2 separate regions of the Gossypium hirsutum genome follow, and region 1 is linked to region 2. Evidence: chromatin contacts called from public Hi-C data. All regions are on one chromosome and are shown on one strand. Each heading gives the region's core, a stretch centred on a gene start, on an enhancer-like site or on the middle of the called end of the contact. The rest is flanking DNA. Distances are from core to core; before and after follow the strand shown.

What was found. Hi-C and Micro-C count contacts between places; a contact is called where the count stands out from the background.
Region 1: a contact with region 2 is called in a Hi-C map of fibers, with 1.8 times the contacts expected there. The contact joins the promoter of LOC107891023 here to the enhancer-like site in region 2. A contact is called at or near these places in 5 of 34 Hi-C or Micro-C datasets (fibers and leaf).

The regions. Positions count from the first base shown.
Region 1 is chrD09:46,010,554-46,013,695 of Gossypium_hirsutum_v2.1, forward strand. LOC107891023 (type I inositol polyphosphate 5-phosphatase 8) reads right to left here and starts at 1,712. Exons shown (of 11, transcript XM_016815653.2): 1 at 1,449-1,712; 2 at 282-325; 3 at 96-180. The coding sequence starts at 311.
Region 2 is chrD09:45,969,775-45,972,760 of Gossypium_hirsutum_v2.1, forward strand. LOC107891025 (ras-related protein RABE1a) reads left to right here. Exons shown (of 9, transcript XM_041100966.1): 5 at 1-18; 6 at 215-312; 7 at 424-486; 8 at 568-660. It overlaps LOC107891026 (a long non-coding RNA gene), which reads right to left. Exons shown (of 2, transcript XR_001682113.2): 2 at 2,402-2,986. Among protein-coding and RNA genes, the nearest start is that of LOC107891025, 3.5 kb to the left of the region's middle. Within about 2 kb of position 1,362, at least 6 of the 9 cell types and tissues checked have an H3K27ac peak or open chromatin away from gene starts, as enhancers often do. A contact at or near this core is called in fibers, where this site is marked.

The DNA.
Region 1 (3,142 bases), core at 462-2,961, 41 kb after region 2:
CTGTCAAAGAAAAACATGAATTTGCCGTTCTTTGAATCAATAAACCAAATCTATGAATAAAATTTTAAATGAAACACGACGAGATGGGATTTTACCGTTTACGGCGTAATCGGACTGAAACTCGTCAGCTCCACTCGGTATATTCAGCCATTTTCGAGCGATTACTTTAGGCCACGAAGACTAACAGCCAAGAAAAAAACAAAACAGAGTTTAAGATTTTCACTTACCCATTAATCAAAATCCGGCGAAGGATAAATCGGGCAAGAAGAAAAGGCGCATACCTTGGAGTTTTTTCTCATATCTGTTCTCATAGTTGATTGAGCGCCTGAGCCGGGAAATTTTAAAATGAAGATCAGAAACAAGTTGGCGGATTTTTAAATCCAATTGTGGATTAATCAGTTTATTAAATGTGGAGATTTTCCGGGGAAAATTTTATAGTATTGTGAATTAAATAGAGAAAGCGTTTAATATTTATATATATAAAAAGGTCGGCTAATCCGGTATATAAGAGTTGGAAGCAAAAAGGCTTTGGGTATTAATTTATCTATATTTTGAGTGAAAATGGTTAGGAAGGCTCAACTAAATAGAGAAATTCAACGCAATATGAAAGAACTAGTTGCAGGAGAAATGGAGACAGCTTCCAACGAAGAAACGTAGACGGAAAAAGAATAGTTTAAAAAGAAAGAAAACGTAGTATCAATATAATATAAAGGGTGCTAGAGATGGATAATAGGTCAGGTTCATCCTTCTTTTTTGTAAATATTGGGTTTAAAGAAAGGCTTTAAAGCTTTTAGCCGTCTTTGCAGAGAGGATTACAGGGTGGAAAATAGGTGAAACAGATTTTTAAGGATCGGATCGGATCATCAAAGTCTCTGGTAAAATACATCTGGGAAAATTATTTTGGCCTTTTTATTTGGTACGTCTGTACTTGACTATATAAATATTATTGCATGATTCAGAAAGATGAAAAGAAAAAGGGAAAAAGGGAAAAAGGTGGGGGGGGATTGAAAGCTGATTCTCAATTATGAACGCAAGTGGAAAGTGAAGGATGTTTGAAGAATGAATCTGAGTTGTTAGTGAAGGACATGAAGATAGGGGAATGAAAGGAACTTTACAAGAACCTGAAGATAAGGTCATAATCTCATGTTTGGGATGATAGGAAAATTTGAAAAGGGAACTAAATGGCAGAGACAAACGGAGATCCCACAAAGCGGCCGGCCAATGAAACAAAAGGATCTTCAAATGCAAATAAGTGGTTTCTTGAAGCAAGGGTGGTCATTGGGTAATAACTTGATCAAAAGAGATAATAGAGGAACACAATAAACGTGAAACCAAAAACACCATTTAAAATCTAACACCTCCTAACTGAAGTAAATAAGTGCATGCCAAACAAAAAGGGAGAGTAAAAAAAGATGCTAAACCCAGATGAAAAGTTGAGAAATACTTACAATTATGAGGATGCAGAAGTAGACAAAAAGGAAAATGGAGATGGTGAAGTATCAGAGGAAAAAAGGGTGGGTGGGGGAGGGGGTGGGGATTATATTGGAGTATGAAATTGAAAGAGGGTGCCTCTTTTTTCTCAATCTTGGATCCTGATGTATCCTTTTCCGACTGTTTAGCCTTCCCCGAATGCTTTGTTTTGTTTTACAAGGAAAAGCGAGAAGAAATGCAGAGCCAAGTTCTTGGAGGAGTTCCTCGTAAAAGCCAAAAGGGGCGGTTGCTTCTCTAATTTATAAATATAAAGTGCTGGGAAAAAGGGAAAAAAAGAGAGATTAAAATAAATAAATAAAACACCAAGCTATACATTGAAGTCCAAACTACTTCTATGTACGCATCCTCACTTAAATGTTAAGCTTAATGTTTTTAATACTTAATTTTGATAGAAAGTCACCTTGTAACTAGAAAGATATTTTTAATCTAAAATTACTAATATTCCTCTTTAATCCATAATAGAGGGATAATGTACTTTAATGCATTTAAACTCACATCATCCTAAATTAATAATAATGTCATTGTTAATCGAGTTAAGACTCAATTAATTTCTTCTAATAATAATTAAACAATTATATCCAATATATATTTAATATTTAATTTACTTTTAAATCGATAATAAATTTATAATTTAATCCAATGAATTCACATAGTCATCTTTAATTAATAATATTCAATATTTTTTTTTGTGAAAAAACATAACAAAGAAAATACTAAGCCTAGTCTAAAACCCCCTTGTGGGTTGATCAAACAGTTTAATATTACTATTATTGCAACAAGCCATTTTTTGTTTGGTGGTCTGCAACTTCGTTTTCTTCTCTCGAAATATGTTGGATTTGTCACTGTTGTGTTGTAGTCAACAGCTGTTAAATTCGTCTGATCAGAGTAGAATTTGAGTCCCTTGAATAATTATCTCGAATAGCCTGAACTACCTTCATACTATCTATATTAATCAGCACACTGTCATGACCTTGATCCAAGATAAGGGTCAAGTCGTTAAAGATGACCCATAACTCAGCTTCCAAGACCGAACACGTCCCCAAACATTGGTTAAAGCCTAAAATCCACTTCCTGTTCTAATATCGCATAACTCCTCCTGCAATTGCGAAGCATGAATCTGCTTTAACGACTCCATCCGTGTACATCTGGATCCAATTACCTATCAGAGCTAAAGAAAAAATGTTATATACCTCTTACCTTCTTCTAGTTCCCAACCAAAAAAAACCTTTGATGACTTCATTAACGCTCTAAGAGACACCTTGGATCACATAATATCCAATAAATTTAACCATCAAATTTTGATATATATATATATATTAGCTTAATCTATAAAATATATATATACAGTAATTAGAACTAATCCATTTTAAACCATATATAAACTTGTGATTAAGGATTCAGAATTTTGCTGCCATTTTAATTAATTATGTCAGCTGCTTGATTTGTCCAACTTGCAGTCTTGTGTAATTATTATGGTTGACTTTTTTTCTTTTACGAAATTTTATTGTTTTATAATTATTTGGAGTAAATTAAAATTTCCTTAACAAGAAAAAAATATATAAAAAAAACCTTATTCATGCGAGGGTCCCAAGAAATTTCCATAAATTGGATAATGGTTTTATTATTTAGAACAGACAGACCATGTGTTAAT
Region 2 (2,986 bases), core at 112-2,611:
ATGAATCATCTTTCAATAGTAATTACTGAACTTTTTGTCATTTGAACTTTGGACTTTATACACATGATTCATCTTAACCAAATTTTAATATTTAGAAATGTTTTCGACCTAATTTTCTTGTTACTGGAACTTGGGAGTATACTTCTTATCCATTGATTTGAAATTTTAGTCCTTAATTTTCCTATCAACTCGACTAATGTTAATTTTTTCTTAGACATTAGAAACTGGATTCGAAATATTGAACAGCATGCTTCAGACAATGTGAACAAGATTCTGGTGGGTAATAAGGCTGACATGGATGAAAGTAAAAGGGTCTGTTCTTTCCCTCTCGTACTTTGTGCATCTTTATATGCATTTTTGTTTACCCCTTTGTTTACTATATTGGATATTTTTCTTAAGTCTATCGAGGAACTTCTTTTTCAGGCTGTCCCTACCTCAAAGGGCCAAGCTCTTGCTGACGAATATGGCATCAAGTTCTTTGAGACTGTATGTAATTTTTACTGCAGATGCTGTAGTTACTTTTGTAGTTGATATTTCTATATGCTTAAGAGTAACTATATCTTGCAGAGTGCAAAAACAAACTTAAATGTCGAGGAGGTTTTTTTTTCAATAGCCAGGGACATCAAGCAAAGACTTGCTGACACTGACTCAAAGGCTGAGGTATGGATTCTTGTGCTCGAACTATCAACTTTTCTCGTAACATATATGCAGTACTTTTGATCATTGTGCAAATCCTTTTCTTTTACACACGTCTCTTGTGATAACTATTCTAATTAATTTACATATATCGTTATCTTTTTATTAACTTTTTCTGGGTCTTTACAGCCACAGGCAATCAAAATTAACCAACAAGACCAGGGAGTTGGGGCTGCGGCAGCTGCTCAAAAATCATCTTGCTGTGGAGCTTGAACAAACTACATTGCGGATGAGATCTGAAGGGTACATTTTCTTCTCTATGGTGCCATTTTGATCCTGGGAAAACTAATTTGTTACAACTAATTTGTTTATATTCTCCTGCATATCATTATTTTACAGCTGCTACTGTCTGGTGTGAAATGTTATTAGATCTTGGTATTTTGCAATATTAATTATATTAGATTATTTGTTTAAATAACGTGCTTGAAGGCAAATCTGCCTACCATTTTGATGTTCGAAATTTGAAACTAAGAACAGCCCTGGTAAATTGGTGAACCACATGAAATCGTGCCAAGAATTGGAGCATAATTGAATCAATAGATTTGTGAAGTTTATGTCTCCAAAATGAAAGGATCGTGTTCAAGCTAATCCTTTACCTCTCCTCTCATCTGGACTGAGTTAAAACTCAGATTAGGATCGATTGATTTCCCCCTTGAAAAAGTTCCCGTTCGATAGATAGGTAAGAATAAGCCTTAGACCCAAGTAAACTCGCTTAGCCTCGATTGATTTATGACCTTAACCGTGGTTATCCCAAATATACATTGTTAATGATGATGGGATTGAGGAGGATGGTAGGCTCCTTGGCCTAGGTAACATTTAACATTGCAATGACGGGATGGAATGTACTTTGTTATACTGCATTGCCTAATCACCTGGTAATGCTGCTTTATTTTTTTTGGTAGGTAGCATCATTATTTGTTACAACTCACTACTAAGCTTACAAAGACGTATTTCTGATATCACAAACAATTGGGGCATTTGGATGAGTTGTGTTGTCATGTTTATCTTGATTCGTTTCAACTGTTGTATATTTTTATTCCTCAACTTGCTCTATAAAGCTTAACAGAATCAAAATTGATTAGATGGTAATTATTAGCCAATACTGAATAATCACAACCGAGTCAAATTGATGAACAGGCGGTGTCACTATATCCGAATTAATCACAATTAAAATAATGGTTCTGGAGCAACAGGGTATGTCAGGCCGCTTTATTTTTTTCCTCTTTATCTCTGGTTTCCGAGATATCTTTTTCGGCTCCTTTACGAGAAAAGGAAGACTTACTGGAAATTATGAATACCCAACTGAGGGGAATCTCTTTTTAATAGTATGCAATAATGCAATGCAGACAGGGAGCAATGCAGTCTTTTTAATAGTAATGTAATAGACAGGGAATCTCTTTTTAATAGAAAAGTCTTTAAACATTAACTTTTGGGACAGAAAAAATAATAATGCCTGTGTACTTAAAAAAAAAGGAAATTACAATATATTCCATATTTTAATAAAATAAAATCTCTTTGAAAAATAATTTAACGAGGTAGAGGCAGCCATTAAATGTTCCCGACCCTAACCGTGATAAAATTTTGGATAATAAATAGTATAATTTTTAATCCATGTTCAAGATATTCAATGGTACAAAGACCATCCATCCTAATTTCATTAGAAATTTATATTAATTATCCTCTAAAAATTATTACCCAATCAAGATATTAAAAGTGTATTACCTTTAGCATATAAATAGGAAGAAAGAGATAGCATAAAATTCCTCATCCTCGTGAGTTCATCTCCTCAACAAACTTGGCTGTTTTTACAAGTTAATATTATAACAATTGAATTGGAGAGTGAAGTCATAAATCGATAAGATGAAAATGGAGAACCAAGTAGATGGTTCATTAGGAGGCAGGTATAAGCCATTCTTTGCTGCAGTTTTCTTGCAAGTTAGGTTTGCATTAATCCTGGGGATGAGCAATTTACGTACTGGATGTTTACCGCCATGCCATTGCCACCCTTGTTATGACTCTTTTCGCTGCTTTTCTTCACAAGTATATTCTTCTTCTTCTTTCTCTCTTAAAGTCCATTCATGCCCATTTTACCTTTTTAGCAATATACTCCTGTTTTTTGTTTGACAGGAAAATGAGGCCTAAGATGACCATGAGAATCTTCATCCAAACAATCTACTCCTCTGTGTTCAGCCAGAATGAAAGAGGACAAAATGGCTACAATAATCATGCATAGGGGACTAAAAGCTGTCACAAATACTGGACCTCTGTGTTTCATTATCATCCCTTGAAT